Regions from separate parts of the Sus scrofa genome. Here region 1 is linked to region 2. Evidence: chromatin contacts called from public Hi-C data. All regions are on one chromosome and are shown on one strand. Each heading gives the region's core, a stretch centred on a gene start, on an enhancer-like site or on the middle of the called end of the contact. The rest is flanking DNA. Distances are from core to core; before and after follow the strand shown. Region 1 has its middle 7.5 kb from the start of MMP19. Region 2 holds the start of GDF11 (growth differentiation factor 11).

Evidence for each region. Hi-C and Micro-C count contacts between places; a contact is called where the count stands out from the background.
Region 1: a Hi-C map of subcutaneous adipose tissue shows a contact between it and region 2, with 1.6 times the contacts expected there. The contact joins the enhancer-like site here to the promoter of GDF11 in region 2. A contact is called at or near these places in 2 of 47 Hi-C or Micro-C datasets (embryonic fibroblasts and subcutaneous adipose tissue) and 2 of 2 datasets of contacts at active chromatin or transcription factors (alveolar macrophages and skeletal muscle).

Annotation. Positions count from the first base shown.
Region 1 is chr5:21,291,748-21,295,118 of Sscrofa11.1, reverse strand. No RefSeq gene overlaps it. Among named protein-coding and RNA genes, the nearest start is that of MMP19, 7.5 kb to the right of the region's middle. Within about 2 kb of position 1,823, at least 22 of the 83 cell types and tissues checked have an H3K27ac peak or open chromatin away from gene starts, as enhancers often do. A contact at or near this core is called in alveolar macrophages and subcutaneous adipose tissue, where this site is marked.
Region 2 is chr5:21,190,017-21,193,118 of Sscrofa11.1, reverse strand. It overlaps GDF11 (growth differentiation factor 11), which reads right to left and starts at 1,731. Exons shown (of 3, transcript NM_001244310.1): 1 at 1,296-1,731. The coding sequence starts at 1,731.

The sequences.
Region 1 (3,371 bases), core at 574-3,073, 100 kb before region 2:
AAAAAAACCAACAACAACTAAAAATAGAACTACCATATGATCCAGCAATTCCACTCCTGGGTATATATCTGAAAAGATATGTGCACCCCAATATTCATAGCAGCACTGTTTACAATAGCTAAGATATGGAGCAACCTAAGTGTCATAAAAAGAAAGATAAATAACTTTCTCTTTGCCATCAATACAGGACCTTAATATAAATTCGTGTATGTGGAATATACCCAGGAGTGTGCTCACATGCACATACACTTTTTTTTTTTGCTCCTTTTAGGGCCAAACCCCAGGGCATATGGAAGTTCCCAGGCTAGGGGTTGAATTGGAGCTGCAGCTGCTGGCCTATATCACAGCAACTCGGATCCTAGCCGTGTCTGCAACTTACACCACAACTAATGGCAATGGGAGATCCTGAACCCATTGAGTGAGGCCAGGGATCAAACCCGTATCCTCAGGAATACCAGGTGGGTTTGTTACTGCTGAGCCACGATGGGAACTCCCATGACCTTAATCTAAACTGAGTTTGGGAGTTCCTGTTGTGGCGCAGCAGAAACAAATCTGATTAGGAACCATGAGGTTTCAGGTTCAATCCCTGGCCTCACTCAGTGGGTTAAGGTTCCGGTGTTGCCGTGAACTGTGGTGTGGGTTGCAGACGAGGCTGGGATCTGATGTTGCATTGGCTGTGGCGTAGGCTGGCAGCTGTAACTCCAATTTGACCCCTAGGATGGGAACCTCCATGTGCCACAGGTGCAGACCTAGGAAAAATAAAAAAATAAAAAAAAATTAAAAAAAATAAAAAAACCGAGTTTGGTTTCACATGCTTGTCAGCTTCCCAACCTTGTTACCCTTGCCCTTTTCTCTTTCTTCTCTCTTACTCTCTTTTTGCCACTGGCCACCACCATTGGCTTCATAGCAGAGGGATGACCTTGCCAATAAGTTCTTTCTAACCTTGGAGTTCCCATCGTGGCGAAGTGGTTAACAATCCGACTAGGAACCATGAGGTTGCGGGTTCGATCCCTGGCCTTGCTCAGTGGGTTAAGGATACAGTGTTGCCGTGAGCTGTGGTGTAGGTTGCAGACTCGGCTTGGATCCCTTGTTGCTGTGGCTCTGGCATAGGCTGGCGGCTACAGCTCCAATTAGACCCCTAGCCTGGGAACCTCCATATGCCGTGTGAGTGGCCCTAAAAAAAAAAAAAAGGCAAAAAGACAAAAAAAAAAAATTCTTTCTGATCTTATTGATCACTATGGCTACTCTGGTTAGTGGCCAGCCTTGCTTTGTGGATATTTTTCTACCTGTTCCAGCTTTTGGTTTTGAAAGAGCTCTTTAATCTTTTCTCCCAGTGTGCTTTCACCACATCAATATCTGGCTTCTTTTTTGTTTGTTTTGGCCGCACCTGCTGCATATGGAAGTTCCCAAGCTAGGGGTCGAACATGTGCCACAGCCGTGACAGCGCTGGATCCTTAACCTGCTGAGCCACCAGGGAACTCCTGGCTTCCTTTTTGAAAATAGGCAGATAATTATGTACCATCTCAGTTTTTTTACAATATGGAATCGTCACTCCTGTAATTACACACACACACACACTAAGGGGTCTTACAAAAATGGGCAACAGGCAAGCACACAAACTTAAGAATGGCTTCTGGATAAAAATTCTGAGAATACTGTCTTCCTTAGGATCGGTGGTCTTTCTCTCTCTTTTTTATTTTTATTTTTTTGCAAGAAATATATTTATTAGGATAGAACGCTTGTGAGAGATGCAAGCGGGCAGGCAAGGAGACTCTGTCTCCATGGTCATTCTCAGCTCTTGTTTCCTATTTCCCTTTTCAGAAATTTCTTTCACAGCTAAGAGGCAGTGCTCATTATGCCAAAACTGCCTGCAGCTCCAACTCAAACTGGAATCGTGCCCCTCTGTCACTTTAAAATCCTTTAGCTCTTTTTCCCTCACTCTGTGCAGGATATGCTTGTCCAGTGTCGATGCTTCCTCCATTATGTAATTAATGAAGTCCCTAAAAAACAAAAACAGAACTACACTGGGGAACACCCACTATCCTTCTTAAGCCAGTGAGAGGCAAAGGAGGGGATGCAGAGAACCCTCTCCCTAGATGCTTCCCCCATCAAGGGCAGCCTTCTCACCCCAACAGCCTTCTCCACAGTAGCTGGCTTGACAGAAAACAGTGAAATTTGGGTCTTTCCCAAGGTTCCCCTCCCCCATCTGGTTTCTACCCTCTTCAAAAGGGGAAGTCAGTGCCAAACTCTGTCCCTTGCCAAGCCCCTAACAAACACTTTTGCCAACACTAAAGTGAGCCAAACATAGATTTTCCAGGCTATGCTAGTCCCCAAACATTAGGGTAGATCTGTTTCCTGGGGTCATAGAATTTAGACAGGAGGCCAAAGTTCTCCCTCACATCCCAATTTGCTTGAGAAAAGCAATAAAGCTCAGTTTGGGTTTTTGGTTGTTTTTTTTTTCCCCCACCAGGCCTGTGGCTCGTGGAAGTTTCCAGTCCAGGGATGGAAACGGCACCCCAGCAGGGACCTGAGCCCCTTCAGTAACAACACCAGATGCTTAACCTGCTGCATCACAAGGGAACTCTGATCAGTTTGGTTTTTATTAAGTAAAAGGATTTGGGGATGGAAATGTGGGGGTTTTTTGTTTTGTTTTGTGTTTTTCTTTGTTTGGCCACACCTGCAGCATGTGGAAGTTCCTGGGCCAGGGACTGAACTCACGCCACAGCAGCAACACGAGCCGCTGCAGTGACAATGCCAGATCCTTTACCCACTGAGCAACCAGGGAACTCTGGAAATGTAAAACTGGATTGTGATGATGGTTGCGCAACTATAAATATAAGAAGATTCACTGAGTTTTTTTAAAAAAAGGAAAGAAAGAAAAAAAAGGGGGGAAATGTTGTCGTTCCCAGAAAGGCGCAAAAATCCTTTTGTTACCATCATTTCCCTATCATCCCAGATGCTAAAAGAACAGTTAAACTCCTTATTCCTCTACTCCTCTCCTTCATCCAGAGGCTAGATGTTATCTCTCTCTCTCTTTTTTTTTTTTCTTTTTTTAATCTTTTCTAGGGCCACATCACGGCATATGGAGGTTCCCAGGCTAGGGGTCTAATCGGAGCTGTAGGCACCGGCCTACACCAGAGCCAGAGCAACGCAGGATCCGAGCTGCGTCTGCGAACTACACCACAGCTCATGGCAATGCTGGATCCTTAACCCACTGAGCGAGGCCAGGGATCGAACCCTCAACCTCATGGTTCCTAATCAGATTCGTTAACCACTGCGCTACCGAGGGAACTCCAAGACATTATCTCTTCATGCATCCCTCAGCACTGTGCCAGGTAATGGCGCCATCAGCAGAAGCCTCCAGCATCTCC
Region 2 (3,102 bases), core at 482-2,981:
TTCCTAGTCCTTTGGTGTTCTATTCTTTGCAGCCCTGACCAAGTACTGTGGAGTTAGGATCGCAGAAAAATTGGTGGCAGTGTGAGGCACTCAGCCCCCCACATGCACACCTGGGTTCCCAAGCCTCTCCCTTGGGGGTGGGCCACTAGGACTCCCCTCATCCCCGGGTTTTTATGACCCATCTGCCAATAAACCAGTCTCCCCCTCTTCTCTTCAGAGCCATAAAACCAAACAGTTGGGGTGGGGGGGTTTGGCTTTGCCAAACCACTGGGGAATAAGAGAGGGCCTGGTTCCCTGGTTGTTGGAGGTGGTGGGGGGAAGACTTCAGTGGGGGAGGGGAAAAGGGAGTCATCTGATCTTAGGGAGAGCTAGGAGTTGGGGGGGGGCAGTGTTGGCCTGGATTTTCCAGGCCATAAAATTTCAAAGCAGCTCAAGTCTATTAACATGTTCATCTTCCGTTTGGCCAGGGGCTAGGACTCCTGGGTTCCCCCCTCCCTCCCATCTATTTCTTTCTTTTTCTTGCTAGGTCTTTCTCCCTCTCCTCAAGTCTCATTGAGGGTTGGGGCAAGTGAATATGGAATACAACCAACATAGAGGTCTGAGCTGCCCAACGGGTGCCCTTAGCCCCAGTGCAATGAAGTTGAGTTCTCTGAGCTCGGTCAGTACCGAGAAGGCACAGCTTTCACCCGCCCCTTGAGAGACCGAAGGGTCCCAGGTGGAATGGGTGCCAGGGCTGCCGGGAGAGATACAGGGCTCTGGTATCTCTTTCCTAGGATTAGGAGAGGAGCTCTCGGTTCTTCGCAGCCCGGGGGGCGCGTTGCAAAGCCCAAGGTGGTAGAGGTGGAGAGTTGGTGCCACTGGGAGGCGGAGAGCACCGCAGCCTGGCTGGGACTGCCTGGGTCCCGAAGCCTCCGATTCTATTTTTCAGCCTCTCTACCACGGCCTTTCGGCATCGAGTTTCTGCCCCTTCCCCTACAGGCGGACCCCGGCTTTCCCAGTATCCCCCCAAGCCGGGATCTTTTTCGCACATCCCGGCTCGGAGGTGCTATCTCGCAACGCTTTCCTTTTGCCCCCTCACCTCCGGGGACCAAAAGTGCACAGAACTCCGCAGCCCATCTCTACAGCTCGAAAAACTTGTGGAACAGCCCCCCGGCCCCCAATCCGTCAAGTTTTCTCAGAAAAGGCTTTCCGGCCGGAGTAACCCGGAACGCCCCGCTTCGAGCGGCAGGCGCTCACTTTCCCGGAGCGGGAGCGGGAGCCAGCACCCCACCGCTCTTGCCCCGCGGTCCACTTACTCTCCTGGGCCATGCTAATGACAGTCTCGGTGGTGGCGTGGTACTCGTCCTCCTCCAGGAAGTCCTCGGGCTGCAGCGCGTCGCCCTGGAAGTCGTGCAGGTCCAGGATCTGCTGCAGCGGAGGCGCCTTGGGAAGCAGCTGCTTCACCACCTCGCGGCTGATGTTGGGCGCCTCCTTGAGCCGCAGTTTGCTCAAGATCTGCGACTTGATGCTCTCCAGGCGCAGCTCACGGCTATGCTGCCGCCACAAGCACACGGGGCAGCCGTCGGGCTCGGGCGCCACGGACGCGGCCGGCCGGCTCGAGCGCTCCCCCCCGGCCCCCGCCGCCGCCGCCGCCGCCGCCGCCGCCGCGGGGCCCTCGGCCGCCTCCCCCCGGGGCCGCAGCTCCAGGGCGAGGAGCAGGAAGCCCAGCAGCAGCGGGGCCGCGAGCACCATGCTGGAGGGGAGGGGAGGGAGGACTGGGGGGCGGGGACGCCGGAGTCCCGAGGGGAGGGGGCGGAGGGAGGAGGGAGGGAGGAGGAGGGGGTCCGGGCGGCGCGGGATTGGGGGCTGCCCGGCCGAGGGGGGCCGGGGGGCCGGGGGCGGCGGGCGCGCGGGCGGGGCGGGCGGGCGGCCGGGGCGGGCGGCTGGGGGGGCCCGAGCCCGGGCCAGGCCCTTTATAGCCCCGGCCCCCGTGTCGTCAGCGGCCGCGATTGGCTGCGGAGCCAACAAAAGAGGCAGCGCTGTCATCCGAGGCGAGAGAGGGAGCCGGAGAGAGCCGAGGAAAAGAGAGAGAGGGAGGGAGCAAGGGCCCAGAGAGATGGAGAGACAGAGATATAGGGGTGGGGAAGAGGAAGGGAGAGATGGAGAAAGTCAGAATCGGAGACAGAGATAAAGGGGGAAGACACAGAGGAGAGGCGCAGAAATAGAAAGAGGGGGAGGAAGAGGAGAGAGAGAGAAACAAAGGGGAGGATAAGAGTTGGGGGGGAGACACAGACAGAAGAGACTTAAGCAGAGAGACAGAGATAGAGGAGGAAAGTGATGGCATCACTAGTGAAGGAGAGAGGGGAGTCGGAGAGCAGAGGGAGGAGAGAGTGATAGCTAGACAGCTGGAGAGCTAGAGGTCTGCAGATCCAGACCACAGGAGGTCAGGGGTACATGGAGTTGGGAAGAGGGGCTGAAGAACTGAGCCCAGAACCCGGGGGATGAGAGAGGAGAGAAATGTTCCAACAGAGCCTGGGAGGTACCAAGGGAGCCCCAGGGGCAGACCCAGGATCAGGTTCAGGCCGACATAGGCAGATGGAGACTCCTGAAGGAAGGAGAGGCAGCTCAGTGATGAGAGTCAGCCTTGGTGGGAACAGTGAGAACCCAAGAGGGGGAGGAGGTGGAGAATTTGAGCCCAAAGGAGCCCCAGCTACCAGAAGCAGCCCAAGGAAGATGAAGGGGTCTGGAAGATGGAGGGGCAGCATCAGGCTCAGCAGGGGCATCGGGAAGCATGAGATGGATGGATTGGACACGTGGGCTAGCAAGAGAGACAAGGAGAAGAGGCCAGGGGTCAGTCTGAGAAGGTGGAGAGGTGGTGGGGAGCCCAAGAGCAAGACTCAGCACTGGGAAGAGTGTGAACTTGAAATTGAGGCTTGAAAGGGAATAAGGGAGTCAGAAGGCTGGAAAAGGCACGAATCTGGGAGCACTGGGGAAACAGCCGGAGGAAGTAGGGCTGCTGGAGACCATTGTGCTTGCAGAGGAATCTGGACCTCTGGATTCATAGCTGTACTTTGGATTCGCAGGGTCTTAGAAGACTGAGAAGGGGCTTGTAGTTGTAGGGGT